Regions from separate parts of the Mus musculus genome. Here regions 2 and 3 are each linked to region 1. A link is a contact called in public promoter capture Hi-C data. All regions are on one chromosome and are shown on one strand. The core of a region is the stretch at or near the end of the contact, and the rest is flanking DNA. Distances in the headings are between cores, read along the strand shown. Region 1 holds the start of Kcnd2 (potassium voltage-gated channel, Shal-related family, member 2). Region 2 holds the start of Lsm8 (LSM8 homolog, U6 small nuclear RNA associated). Region 3 holds the start of Cttnbp2 (cortactin binding protein 2).

Region 1 (4,454 bases), core at 1,133-3,632:
AATCTAGGTAAGTTTAATTCTCTGCACCGTGAGTAGCTGCTTGTGAAGAACGGATTACAACGCCTTCCCAAATTGTAGATGTTATGTTTTCTAAGGCTTCTCATGAAGTTAAGTATTTATTTTATGCTTGTAAGTATTTGATCTCCCAGTGGAAAGGGTCTGCTTCAAAGTCTGTTCCATCCTTACAGGGTAGGACGATATAATGGGCTTTTAGTACCTATGCCTCCTACTTATTTGGGTGGCTTGCTTTCTTCATCTTGCCAAGGTGCCATCTTTTTTATTTGTGCTAGCTTATTTTTTTATAGCAATTGGAAGGCAACCCCCTCCTTTCAATTTGCTAGTTTTCAGCCTTGCAAGCCTTGCAAGCATCCTTCACTTGGCTAATACAAACAAACAAACAAACAGCAGGTGTCCTAAACTTCCCTGGCACATTAGCTCCAGCCTTACGACCTACCAGCCCTGGAATTCCTAACCCGGCACGGGTAACTAAGCACAGAGAGCAAACATCCATCTTGACAGTTAAACCCATATAATACAGGGGATGTTTATTCTCATTCTTTGATGATTTTTTTCTATACTTTAAGTTCATAGGTTCTCTTTGAGCATCCATTTAAAGTGGGCACATCAAGCCTAGAGTCTTTTGGAAGTCAATTTCTTTACAGCAAATCACAACCCACTTTCCTTCTAAACAAAAGACAAAGCCTTGAATAATAAATTTTTATGTAGAAGTCAGTCTGCTCTTTCTAGTGAACTCCACTTTTCAATGGTCTTAATGGTTTTGTTGATCATGCTTTGGTACTTCACATGTAATTTTTCAAAGACATTTCAATAGGAAACTCTGTACATCATATTCCATGTCCATCAGAATGCAGTCTGAAGCCTGAACAACGCGTGACATATAAACACTGAAAAGGTGGGTGGTCGCAGGAAATTTAAAGATGTTTACGTGATCAGATTCTCTGTTGAATCAGTAAATTTTTCTGATCCTTTGCCTTTCTAAAGCGGCAACCTTGGATGTAAATTTAACTTCTCGCCACTCCCGCCATCTAGTGGCCATGGTTGTTAAAAGCTTGGTTTTAAGGAAGACACTTAATGACTGGGGGCGGGGTACACGAAGACCAAAATCGGTTGGCCACTACAATTTTCCTGTCTCTCCTCACATCACTCACCCTTCACCCGGGCACCTTTTCTTTCTTCGGTCATTTTAGATATGGGCAGGGATGCGCAAAGGGCATGAAGAGACACACACTCTAAGAGACTCACGCCCCTGCACACTGACATTTAGAAAAGGGTCTAAATTCTCCTGTCATTTGCAAAGGACAGGGGGAAAGGAGTTGTGGCAAGACCTAACCAGAGGAGATTTGTGTGACTTTTCCAGCAAGTTGGACGGGTAATATATTAGCCTTAGTAACATTAATATCTGTTTTGAACATACATAATTTAAAAAAATAAATAAAGGAACGTGGGAGAGTCACTTAAAAATTCTGTCGCGGAGCTTTGCAGGTTCTGCGACCCAGTCGCCCCCCAAAGGCAACCAATTCCTTCGCGTTCCGCTCTGTTCACCCTCCTTTCCAGCTTTTCTCGAATCTTTTTTTTTTCCTTGCCCCCCTTTCCCACGCTCATCTGGAACCGGGGCTCCGGAGGCAGCAGTAAGCCACCGGTCCCCTTCCTCCTCTCTTCCATCAAACAGCCGCGGCCGAGTGCCTTGAAGCTTCCCTTTGTTCATCCAAGGCTCGCTCATCCCCGGGGTAGAACCACCTGGATGCTCTCGCTTGGTGACATTTGGCGTCGAGGCTGGTGGGTGGCTAGGGTGGAGCGAGAGGAGCCCGAGGGGGCGGGGGCGGAGAAAGGTCAAGGCGAGGGAAAGGCAGGAGACGCCTTTGCCTAACCTGCGTGGCGGGGCTTGCGTGCGGCTCTCGCTCTCTTCCCAGCTTATTTATCGATCGCACCGGCAGAGCTGCGCGCGGTGCTCGGGGGAGATGCGGGACCACCCACTGGCGGGGAAGCAGCGAGCGGCCCTCTCGCGCCCCCGCGCCGCCGAGCGCCTCCTGCCTCCGCGCCCGGACGCCAGCCCGCTCCCGCCTCGGTCCCGGCCCCACGCCGCCACCGCCCGCCCCGCAGCCCCGCAACCCCGCAGTCCCGGCGCCCCGCAGCCCCGCAGCGCCCCGACCCCGGGGACGCCGGCCGCGCAGTAAGTTGGCAGGAGCGAGTGGCCTGGGCGGCTCGCCTCCCCCGCACCTTTTTGAACTTGTTGCTGTTGGCTCTGCTCGCCTGCGCCTGGCTTTTGGGAAGGTGACAAGGAGGAGGGAGGCACGGAGGGTGGGGGAAGGGGACGGAGAGCTCGCCAGAGCTTTATTTATGCTCCCCGGGAGCCTGGGATCTGGCTGCTCGGGAGCCGCTGGCTCTGCCTTTCCCTTTCCGGGTACAAGGCGACAGCAAAGTCTCTATGCAACTCAGCCCCGGTGCGCACTTTGCCAGGTATGTACCGCGGGCGAGGCGCGTTCTGCGCGGAGGCAGATGCTGCTGCCGCCACGGCGGCGGCGGCTGCCAGCTCCCAGGCTCTATAACTGTCACACTGCACCTGAGCTGAACTTGAACAGAGAGTGAAAGGGCCCATCGGGCAAACGCTCTCGGCTAGCGCAGAGGGTGTCAGTCGTCGTTGTGGGGGGGAGAAAGAGCTCTAGACCGACGCCCCCCGCCGCGAGCCCTGCACTTCACCTCCATCTCTGCAAGCGCAGCGTGAGTACAGGCGGCCAGCGGACTCCAAGGGACGCGGGACAGCGGCTGTGACCGCATCTCCGGAGCTACAACAACAGGTCGTCTTTTTGAGACGCCTTTGGCGGGAAGGACCACTTCAGCAAAAGGGGAAGGTGAAAGGGTTCTTTCTTTTAAGAGACTACCACTGACTGGTTGACTTTCCCTGTTTCCTCTCTCCTGCTCTATATACCGACCCCATATCTACCAGACTGTATCAGGGGAGAAGCGAAGACACCTGTTTGAAGCCAGGCTGTCTCCGAAGTCACCTGTACGTTTACATGTGCCAGGACCTGCCCTGGTCCAACTGTTGGCAGAGATTTGTTTAGGCTTTATGGAGAGAGATTTTTAGGTCACTGTATTTTTTTTTTCTTAGTATTCCAAATACTTCTGTGAGGGAAACCTGACCTTCTTGAGTACTGTGACTTGACCTGCGCCACCTTGGAATAATCGTGTTCCTGTGAGCAGTGTCCCCCCAGTGTTTTGCCTGAGGTGAAGAAGTGGGGGGCACTTTCTTACTTTCATTGTGTTATTTTGGGTGACCCCCCTGCTCACTCTCGTGACCTCCACTTCCAGACAACATGGCAGCCGGTGTTGCAGCATGGCTGCCCTTTGCCAGGGCAGCCGCCATTGGGTGGATGCCTGTTGCTTCGGGGCCTATGCCTGCGCCCCCAAGACAGGAGAGAAAAAGGACTCAGGACGCTCTGATAGTGCTGAACGTGAGTGGCACCCGTTTCCAGACATGGCAAGACACCCTGGAACGATACCCAGACACTCTGCTGGGTAGTTCTGAGAGAGACTTTTTCTACCACCCAGAGACCCAACAATACTTCTTTGACCGTGACCCGGACATCTTCCGCCACATCCTCAACTTCTACCGCACGGGGAAGCTTCACTATCCCCGCCATGAGTGCATCTCGGCTTATGATGAAGAACTGGCCTTCTTTGGCCTCATCCCAGAAATTATTGGCGACTGCTGTTATGAGGAGTACAAGGACCGCAGGCGGGAGAATGCTGAGCGCCTCCAGGATGATGCAGACACTGACAATACAGGAGAGAGTGCGCTGCCCACCATGACTGCTAGGCAGAGGGTCTGGCGGGCCTTTGAGAATCCCCACACCAGCACCATGGCCCTGGTGTTCTACTATGTGACTGGGTTCTTCATTGCCGTCTCAGTCATCGCGAATGTGGTGGAAACAGTTCCATGTGGGTCTAGCCCAGGCCACATAAAAGAACTGCCTTGTGGGGAGAGGTATGCGGTGGCCTTCTTCTGCTTGGATACCGCCTGTGTCATGATCTTCACAGTTGAGTACTTGCTTCGCCTGGCCGCAGCACCTAGTCGTTACCGTTTCGTGCGCAGTGTCATGAGTATCATCGACGTGGTGGCCATCCTACCCTATTACATTGGGCTGGTGATGACAGACAATGAGGATGTCAGTGGAGCCTTTGTCACACTCCGAGTCTTTCGAGTCTTCAGGATCTTTAAGTTTTCCCGCCACTCTCAAGGGCTGCGTATACTGGGGTACACCCTGAAGAGCTGTGCATCAGAACTGGGCTTCTTGCTCTTTTCTCTCACAATGGCTATCATCATTTTCGCTACCGTTATGTTCTACGCAGAGAAGGGCTCTTCAGCAAGCAAGTTCACCAGCATCCCGGCAGCCTTCTGGTACACCATCGTCACCATGACAACACTGGGGTAG
Region 2 (4,837 bases), core at 87-2,586, 2.4 Mb before region 1:
TCTCGCAACCCCAAATGGTCTCTTGGCCTTCAGAGGGGTCCACCAGGCGTCCCTGATCCTCCCCTGTTCCTCCTAGGACGTCTCCCAGGGTGAACGGACGGTGGACACCTGGACACGTCTATCCTTATCCACCCCGCACTCCCTCTCGGAGTGCGGTCTCACTGAGCATCCGCAAAACTGAAACTGCGATCGCACCAAACTTAGAAACAGAACACAGACATCAGAACACAGACATCAGACCAAAGCAGAACAAAGAATCTTACCTCTAAGTGGGTCTAGGACCTCTGGGTGGTCGCGCTGTTTCCCGGCCAATGCACCAAATGAAAGACCCTCGAAGGGAGACCCTCCCTCAGACACTTAAGTCCCGGGACAGCCGCGTACCCAAGAAGACACTGAGACCATACATAAAATGTAGAAGGTAAGATTTAATAAAGTAGCAACAACATGAAAGCACACAGACCAGAGCTCTGGGGTCGAAATAAAGCAGCAACAGAAAGCACACAGAGCTCTGGGGTCGAAACTCATACACCTTTGCACAGGGTAGAGGAGTCTCGACGGTCAGCCAAAATTTTTCACAGGCTTATATAGTAAAACTCAAAGGGGGAGAACTGGGCAGGGAAAGTACAAGTTTACATCACTAGGGAGTTCTGCCAAAGGAATCTATGTAACTAAGGAGTCATGTCCTATCAAGGAACCTACGTAACTAAGGAGTACCTGGTTCATTTTGAGGTTGTTCCAGGAAGCCTTTATCTCAAAAATGTTTTCTAGATGGGAGGGGGTGGGCTCCGAGGTAAAAAGTTCATGTTCTTACAAGAGGCCAGTAATTTTTCATTCTTCAACACTAACATTCTGTATACAGTTGGATTCTCCGAAAATGCACATCATGGAGCTACAATATGCTCCCTTTGTACTGGGCTATTTGGCTTTTTAAACTTTTCTGGCTCACGCGTGAGAAAGCTAGAACTCCCTCCACCCTGCATCTATGTCGCCTATGAGAACAAAGAATCTCTCTCCTTCAGTAGCCAATGCTACCATCTTCATGTCGTGTGTCTTCCGGCAGAAAGTGTCTTCCCACACTACCTTTAGTAACTACCACAGTGTCTTCCCGTCCGCTAGAGCCTCCTTCCAGGCTCTCCTTCCAGCCCACCTTCAGTGACCTCTCCATAAACTGCCTGTCCCCGCCTTGGTCTCGGCGTGCGAGCGCCGCCCAGAAGCCCGGCGGAAACACACTGCGCATGCCCACTAGTCAGCCCCGCCCGGCTTCCTGTTTGGCCGGCTCCTTTCCGTCCCTGATTCGTCGCCGCTGAGGCCTCAGAGTCTCGCGGTCTTTGCGTTCGCCAGCGGGCGCGAAGCTGTCCGGGTTTCTGTCGGGCGGTGTTTTGTCTCCTCGTTGCCGAGCCCTCGCAGATTCCCGGGACCTCCGGGCCCAGCAGCATGACGTCTGCTTTGGAGAACTACATCAACCGTATCCTCCGGCGGGCTGCTGCGACCGCTCAGGCGGCGGCGGGGGCGGGAGGGAGCACGGGAGGCCCGGAGTGGTGGGCGGTGGGCGGAGGACCCGGGGTCGGGGTTCGTGGAGGGAGCTCCCGGCCGGCCTCGGGGCTTTTTGCACCCACAGCACAGATCTCGGTGTAGTTCGAACTTCTCTGCACACGGCCTTTGATCGTGTGTCCCAACATCCGGAATAAGATGCACTGTTTTCCTAAGAACTCTGCGTTTGCAGGTCCCCCAAGCAGAGATAGCATACAACAGATAGATGCTTCTCAGATTTGGGCTTCAGGTCCCATACCTCTGCTTGAAATCTTGTCATGGTGTTTAGAGAGTGGCGAGTAGCTTTTAAAAGCCCGGTTGAATTTTTTAAGTTAGAATTGCTGTTCTAAAGTCGGGGCAAAACCTAAGACACATAGTTAAATACAGAGAGCTTTTAATGATACAAGAATTATTGGTACTTGATGGCATTAATTATGACAGAGTCTTGGATGAGAAGGTCCTTTACTTGCATAAAGTAATTCAACATTAATTAGCACTCACCTAGTTTTTATTTTAAAGCTTAAGAAATGAGTCTGCCTGACTCAGTGTCATAGGTTGGAAACACTGCTGTTTAAACCAGAGTCAAGCGGTCACATACCCTTCTCCCATGTGATGAACTGTTTTCGAGGTACAATTGAAACAAGTTTAAAAACTTCAGTTTTCTCCCTCAAGAGCAGTGGCAGTGTGGAATCTTGATTCTGTCTCTTCTTTCCTTTTTAAGTAATTGGAACTCTTTCCAGGCTGAAAGTTTTCAGGTTGTATTCTTTAAGAAATACGTTCCTTGACTCGGTTCTCAGGGACTGTGGCTGTTATTACTTCTGATGGCAGAATGATTGTGGTGAGTGACATTTCCGTTTTTCTCTTTCCTTAGGCTTATTGATTGCAAATTTGAGGTAACATTTCTGGCCTAGTGTTCAGGCACCACAGCACACCTAGTTCACTGCTCTTATGATTCACCCATTGATTCATCCATTTAACCTTAGTCTCTTGGCTACCTGTACAGATTCTCTAATCAACCTTGAAGGCCTCTGATCTGAAATGGAGAGCTGTGCAATAGCTGATTGGTTTTCTTCTTGTGTCTCTTCCTTATGCCATTAGAGACCTTAAACGATTTACATATTATGTGTATGCCCCAATAAATTGCTTATCGACGAGGTGATTTAATCTGAGAAGTGTGTCTTCAGTGATTTCATTGTTCTTCCAAAAATAATAAATGGTTTTGGAAACTTCAAGTTAGCTATGACTTCACTGGTGGTACAATCTTTGGGACCATTGCCTTGTCTATCATCTTTGATTGAAATATTTCCTGTATGAAATTTAATCCCATGTTATCCCATTCTGTGATTTTTTTTTTAAGATTTATTTTTGCTCATGTTTGTTCATGTATGTTTGTGTGAATATCTGCTGTATGTGTGGGGGTACACTACACAAGAAGGCCAGAAGAACTAGAGTTGCAGGTCTTTGTGAGCCACAATGTATGGGTGCTTTGGAGATCAGTATGTACTCTTAACCACTGAGCCATCAGAGCTCCTTAATTTTATTAATCCTTTTATTGTTTTTCATAGGCCATACCAGTCAAAGTGACAAAGACTAAATGCATATCATGTGCTAAGTATCTTGTGTGTTATTTAGTCTGACATACAGCCTTGTGAAGAATTACCACTAAGCCTCATGTTTAAATATCTTGTTTCTGTTACAAAAGGTTTACAGAGGGAAAGCGGAACAAAAGTATTGACATTGATTAGTTCTATCTTATCACAAAGTCGCCTGATAAAATATTTGTGTATAAAATGAAGGTGAGAGGACTTTTCTGGGGTTTTATGATAACTACTGTTTACCAACTACTATAGTAAATAGTCTAAGTTTTTCTTTCCAGTTTCTAGACTCCAAGTTTCTATTTATTCTGATTCTATATAGTTATTTGGATCATAAGTTTAATGGCTGACCCAAGAGATTACCCAGTCAAATCCAAAATAAGCAATTTCTTCAGAAACTTGAATAGCATCTGTAATACTATATTTTCCTAGAACCATACAGTTTTTCCTGCGTATTTCCTTCAGCTTAAGTTTCTGATTATTTCAGTTCTAATATGTCTACTGTAATATTGAGAGAATTCAGTTTGACATACACACAAGACACAGTGTTGGCAGCAAGGAGATATGAAATATTAACTGTAAGTATCACCTAGTTTACAGTAACACTGTTTACAACAAAGGAGTGTAGTTACTTTGTAATCTGGCTCTGGAGCTGTTTACCATCCATGAAATCAATCTTGAGCCATTTTTTCCTGGAGCATCAGCTGCTTTATTTGAAGTGGGCAAAACAAATGCTGACTGGAAAGATGAAGGAAAGTAGAGGTGATTCATGGAGTGTATTTCTTCAGTCCAGGACCTTTCTGGAAGAAGCAATATACAGTGATCTTTTGCACTGATGGTTTGTGGTTCACCTTATTAACTTAAAAAAAAAATCATTTCCCCTTAAATCTGTCCTGTTTTGGTTCATTCTTAAGTGCTAGTTCCTAGACCGTGTGAGGTCACTTACTTTAAGAATACTGGTGCCTGCCTGTCCCTTGCAACTCCCAACAACTCTACAACAGTGAGATTGATGGTACAGGTTTTCCCCATCATAAAACAAGTAGGAGGATAAGCTCTGTGTCGTGGAATACTTCTGGACTACAGAAGATAGTTTATCTTCTTTTGGACAGAAAGGAAGACATAAGTACTTGGCTGACAACTGAAATGGTTTGATTTATATATTCAGGACCACATTATTTTTTGTTTTCTTTTTCTTTTTTTTTTTCTTTTCAGGGAACACTAAAAGGTTTTGACCAGACCATTAACTTGATTTTGGATGAAAGCCATGAGCGGGTGTTCAGCTCTTCACAGGGAGTAGAACAAGTGGTGTTGGGGTTATACATTGTGAGGGGCGACAATGTGTAAGTACATAAGTCATTTTGAGTACATTTGTGCTACTGGTATGTTTGCTTTATGGAAGAGAGAGTTTCTCCAACATACATGATGCCATATGTATCATAGAATTGTGCACTTAACTTGTTTTGTAGGTAGAGCTTATCTTATATATAATTCTAAATGCTGTATGTTTAGATGCCTCAGGGGTCAACTAAAGTGATCTCACAAACAGTTGCCTACTGAGATTTCCTGTGTCTTTACTTATTTGAGAATCGGGGTTTGAACCTAGAATCTTGTACATGGGAACAGGCAGTCTACTACTGAGCTGCGGTCTCTCTTTTTACATCTTGAGACCAGACCTTCCTAAGTTGCTCAGACTGACTTTCAACTTTAGGTTC
Region 3 (4,603 bases), core at 249-2,748, 2.7 Mb before region 1:
CTTTAAAGTTCTTATTAGCAAAGAATGGAAAACTCAATTTCCCCCAAAAGCTCCCCAAGCCCAGATTCTTCCACTTTCACGATGGGGATTAGTGGTGCCCCTTCCCCTCCCCTCCTCTCGTGTTCTGCCTTTTGCAGCTATCAACCCAAGTACCTTCCTCCACATCTTTTTTTTTTTTTTTTTTTTTTCGTTCCAAGCCAGAGGTGGGAGGAAATTCAACAGCTCAGGTTGTTTACATCTGTTCCTGCCCTCTGCTGCCCAGACCCGGATTTGGATCTGGAGGTGGAAGACACTGAGGGGTTGTCCATGCGATACTCAGCTCACTCAGTCCCACTCCTCCAAAAGAGCTGTTGGATTTGGCCAAGAGTGGGAGGCGCTCCCAGACCTGTCTTTCTTTGCAGGTCTTTGCAGCTTTAGCAAGAGCTGCTTCCTCAACCTGCAAATATTTTCCAACCTGGCTTTGTGGGTCAAGACCCCACAGCAGGGTAAGAAGAGAATGTCTGTGCATGCAGACATTTAGAGTATCAAAGAAGGGAGCAGGTACGAGCCTAAGCAAGTCAAGGCGCCAGGGAAAGGGAACAATGTTTTGACACCGGGTTCAGAAAACCCAGTTCAATCCCGCTTTAGCTAGGGAAGAAGGTCCCTACAGATGACTGAGCGAGTGGCAGTCAGCTAGTACCCAAAGTGCAGGCGCTACGGGGCCTCTCTCACCAGTCTCCCCAAGACACATGAGCCCCCCCCCCCCCCACACACACACACAAAGAGCATCCCCACACCTGCCTAGCGATGGTTCACCTTCCCGCCTCTGCTACCCCAGGTCCCCTGAGAGGTGTCAGGCACCCCGAGACTGGCGTTCGCTCCGCACCCCGGAGAGGTGAACAATGGAGACTGAGATACCCCGCGAGTGAGCAAAGGGGTCACCAGGGACGCGTGTGGTGTCCAGAAGGACCGACAGGCCCCTAGTACCCGGGGGTGGGGGCTGGCGTTTCCCCACTTGAGCCCGCTTCTGGCCCTGGGGACACTACGGGGAAGGGACACACGAAGGGCACACCCCGGGGAAGGAATGGGTAATCAAGGGAAGAGGAACAGGAGAGAGGGGATATCCTGGAGAAGGAAGGGAAACCCTTGGGAAGGGAGACCTCGGGGAGTTAAAGGAGCACCCTAGAGAAAGACAAGGCATCCCAGGAAAGGACCGGGCACCCCTAGGGGAGTGTCCAGTGGGGACCCTGGCACCAACCCCAGCCCGCGTCTACGCGGTTCCCCGCGCCCAGGGAACTCGGTTACCGCCGCCTCCGCCGTGGCCCCCTCCGTGTCACCCGGGGTGCGGGACAAGTCGGGCTCGCAGCTCGCGCTGTCCGTCGCCATCTTCCTGCTCTAGCGGATCCGAATGCGAGCTCGGAGCGGCGGCGGGGTTCAGCTCTCTCGGCGCGGGCGGTACTTAACCCGCTGCTGGCTGTGGCCGCCGCGCTCTCAGCCCGGGAGCTCGGCCGCCCCCTCCCGCCTCTCCGCGCCGCCCCTGCCGCTTAACCCTGTGCGCGCTGGAGACGCGGCGCCCCGCCCACCCGCTAGCCCAGTCGCTCCCACGGGACCAAGAACCAGCACCAGAGATGCGCGGCCTCGCGCTGGTGTCGAGGGGACCAAACACCGGGGGATGCAAAAGAAAGCAAGCTTCCTCCCTCGAGGCGACGGGCTGGCCAAAATCTTTGCTTAGACAGTGGGGCACAAGCCGATCTGGAGGCCAGACTCCTGGATGTGAAATAAATCTAAAATTGAGCAACTGTCCCTCACTTCCACTAGCTCCAATGAGGTGCCTTCCTTAATATTTGCCAGCCCCTGTCGCCTGGACACGTCTATCCTCTTGGTTTGTACACCCGGCTTTGTTTTATCGCATCTTCGATGCTAGTTCTCTCTCAAACCATCAACTGAAAGTCTGAACTCACAGCTAAAAGTCCCTGTCCAGCTGTTTTTAGCGCCCTTCCTCCGCAGGTACCTATCTGCTCGGGTTTCTTTTCAAAGAAGGTGGAATCTCCCACCACCACCCGCCCCAAGCCTGAGGTCTGTTCTGAAAAACCACCAGGTATCCAGTAATGTCTTACTACTTTTGAGAGAACAGGAGTTTCTTTCGTACAGATGAGAACACAAGGATACACACACAGACCTTTGTCAAAAATGATCATATGGAAATGCATGGCTGGAGTTTATATGAATGAGTTAGGCCCAAGCAATTAATCTCCTCTTCTCCTGCCTCTAATTCTGTTCTCATCCTTTCCTGCCAAGTCCCAGAATCTGAAAATCTATCACCTTATTGAGACCTTATGGCAAAGACCTCCCCAAATCTCCAGATCTCTAACATTTTTTTTTTTTTTAAATTTTGTTCATTGAAAGCACATAATCAAATGGAGGCATTCAAACTCTGTCTCCCTGAAGCCAAATCAACGCACCATCCAATCCCACGCTTGATATTCTGGAAGGTGGGTGACTGGAATGTTCAGTACATGGAGTATAGCCTTGAAAACAAGCAAGCAAGCAAGCAAACAAACAAACAAACAAAATGACTAAACAACAAGATCCCAGCCTGCTCTCATTGACAGGACCTGACACCTTAACTGTTCATTTTCCGAACTGGATCCGAATATTGTCAGAAATCAAAGAAAATATTTTCTACAAAGACGTTGAAAGGAATCGGTCAACAAAATCTAGAAAGTTCCCCCTAGAAAGAGCAGTCCAGGAAACACACCTGGAGCCCCGAGGTTAAGGGTCAGAGCTTAGGAACCACCTGCAAGTTACCCAGGCACAGAGTTTCCTTTGTTTACTGTTGGCTGATTTCCTCTGCCTGTGGCTTGTACTCTGTCTTGGTCATCACACCACTTGCTTTCATTTAGTCAACTGCTCTCTTGAAATTACCCAATATGAGACTATCTAGACTTCTAAGGCGAAAGGAAAGCACGTGACTGTAAAAGATTTTGAACTGATCGTAAATAGTTAAGATTAAAAGCAAGGATATTTCCTGATTTTGTTTTTATTTTTAAAAAATTGTTTTTGTACATTAGTTTTCTTAATACCGATGCTGAATTATTACTCTAAAAATTACCTGGCATACTTCTAAGGAGAGGCAGGAGGAAAAAAATAATATATTTCATTTAGGAATTAAGGAGAGGTATCTAAAACCCCTTATTGCTCGGAAGTAGATATGTTCTTAGGCTTGCAGCTCAATTTTTAAATGCCTCATTTATTTGAAGATATTTTATAATAACGTTAAAAATTTAACTGCATCATTGGAAAGAAACAGCTTGGTTTCATTCTAAATAAAACCCAAACAGATACGTGTCAAAAAAAGGAGTCAATTCCTGTATTTTTCCCCCTCTTGCTTATGTGTATGTATGTAAATGGAAAAAAAAAACCCTACAGGCATAAAAACCAAAGTAGAGCACATGTTTTAACTGTCAAAACCCAGGATATGGGAAAGAGAAGCCTTTGCTTCTATCCTAAAACTGTCATTGCTATGAACTGACTGAACATCCTGCAGTTGCAGCAAAGGAGGAGGGGTTAACTCCCACTCCAGTGGTCTGGCCTGGAGCTGCCTCTCTACTGGAGGACACTTGCTTTAATTTCTCTCCATAGCTCCCAGTAGCTTCCAAGGCTATTGTAAATTAACTCCTTCTACCCAAAGCCAGTCTCTATTGCAGTTAAAGCAAACAGATCTGAAAGGACAATGACTTGGTCACTCCAGAATACAACTCTTTTGACACTTGATTAAACTGCTCAGTAATCATAACCTTGAAAGACACTCCAGGGACAGAATGAAAAATTCTGAAAGGCAGGCAGGTAGAAGAAAGAAGCTGGAACCAGAAGAGGGTGGGTGGGTGGGTGGGGGTGGGGGGAATTGCTATTGTAGAGAGGAACCAGGTTCTTCACCCATAGATTCCGATTTGTATGAAAATGGAAGGAGAGATACTGAATATATTGGGGAGAAAAACATCCAAGCCTTAATATTTGGATTAATTTTTCTTTGTAAATAGATGGTATATTCCTGACAAAGTAACCTGAGGTTTATTGTTTAGCAAACTGTGGGAGAGAGGGAGAGAGGAGAGAGGGAGAGAGGGAGAGAGGGAGAGAGGAGAGAGGAGAGAGGAGAGAGGGAGAGAGGGAGAGAGGGAGAGAGGAGAGAGGGAGGGAGGGAGAGGGAGAGTGGGAGAGAGGGAGAGAGGGAGAGAGGAGAGAGGGAGAGAGGGAGAGAGGGAAAGAGGGAGAGAGGGAGAGAGGTGTTGAGTTATAGGATTCTCTGTAAAGGTTTCTTTTAAGATCAGAGAAATGAGTTGTGGAGGCTAGGAATGGAGACAGTGGTTGGGAAACCAAGCGGTTTCCTGATTAAACCCATTCTTGGCCTCCCCAGCCACATCCTCTGAGCCACAAAGCCAAGAACTCAGAGAGTTACACATCGTGATGCAAGGGGAGGTTTCCTTCCATGTGAAAAGATAAAGGAGCATATGCATGTTCTAAAACCAGCCCCATGGAAGAGAATCCTTTACTTCAGTCAAATGATATTTATGATAATTCCAGAGAGCAAACCATATGCTATCATGCCTTAGCTTTGCCAAATGAC

Evidence for each region. Promoter capture Hi-C pulls out the DNA fragments that hold promoters and counts their contacts.
Region 2: a promoter capture Hi-C map of cranial neural crest shows a contact between it and region 1. The contact joins the promoter of Lsm8 here to the promoter of Kcnd2 in region 1. A contact is called at or near these places in 4 of 39 promoter capture datasets (cranial neural crest, frontonasal cranial neural crest, hippocampal neurons and 1 more).
Region 3: a promoter capture Hi-C map of liver shows a contact between it and region 1, with 9 times the contacts expected there. The contact joins the promoter of Cttnbp2 here to the promoter of Kcnd2 in region 1. A contact is called at or near these places in 4 of 39 promoter capture datasets (cranial neural crest, frontonasal cranial neural crest, hippocampal neurons and 1 more).

What each region holds. Positions count from the first base shown.
Region 1 is chr6:21,212,964-21,217,417 of GRCm38.p6, forward strand. Kcnd2 (potassium voltage-gated channel, Shal-related family, member 2) reads left to right here and starts at 2,383. Exons shown (of 6, transcript NM_019697.4): 1 at 2,383-4,450. The coding sequence starts at 3,336.
Region 2 is chr6:18,847,299-18,852,135 of GRCm38.p6, forward strand. It overlaps Lsm8 (LSM8 homolog, U6 small nuclear RNA associated), which reads left to right and starts at 1,337. Exons shown (of 4, transcript NM_133939.1): 1 at 1,337-1,465; 2 at 2,328-2,368; 3 at 4,338-4,465. The coding sequence starts at 1,435.
Region 3 is chr6:18,513,371-18,517,973 of GRCm38.p6, forward strand. Cttnbp2 (cortactin binding protein 2) reads right to left here and starts at 1,499. Exons shown (of 23, transcript NM_080285.2): 1 at 1,285-1,499. The coding sequence starts at 1,365.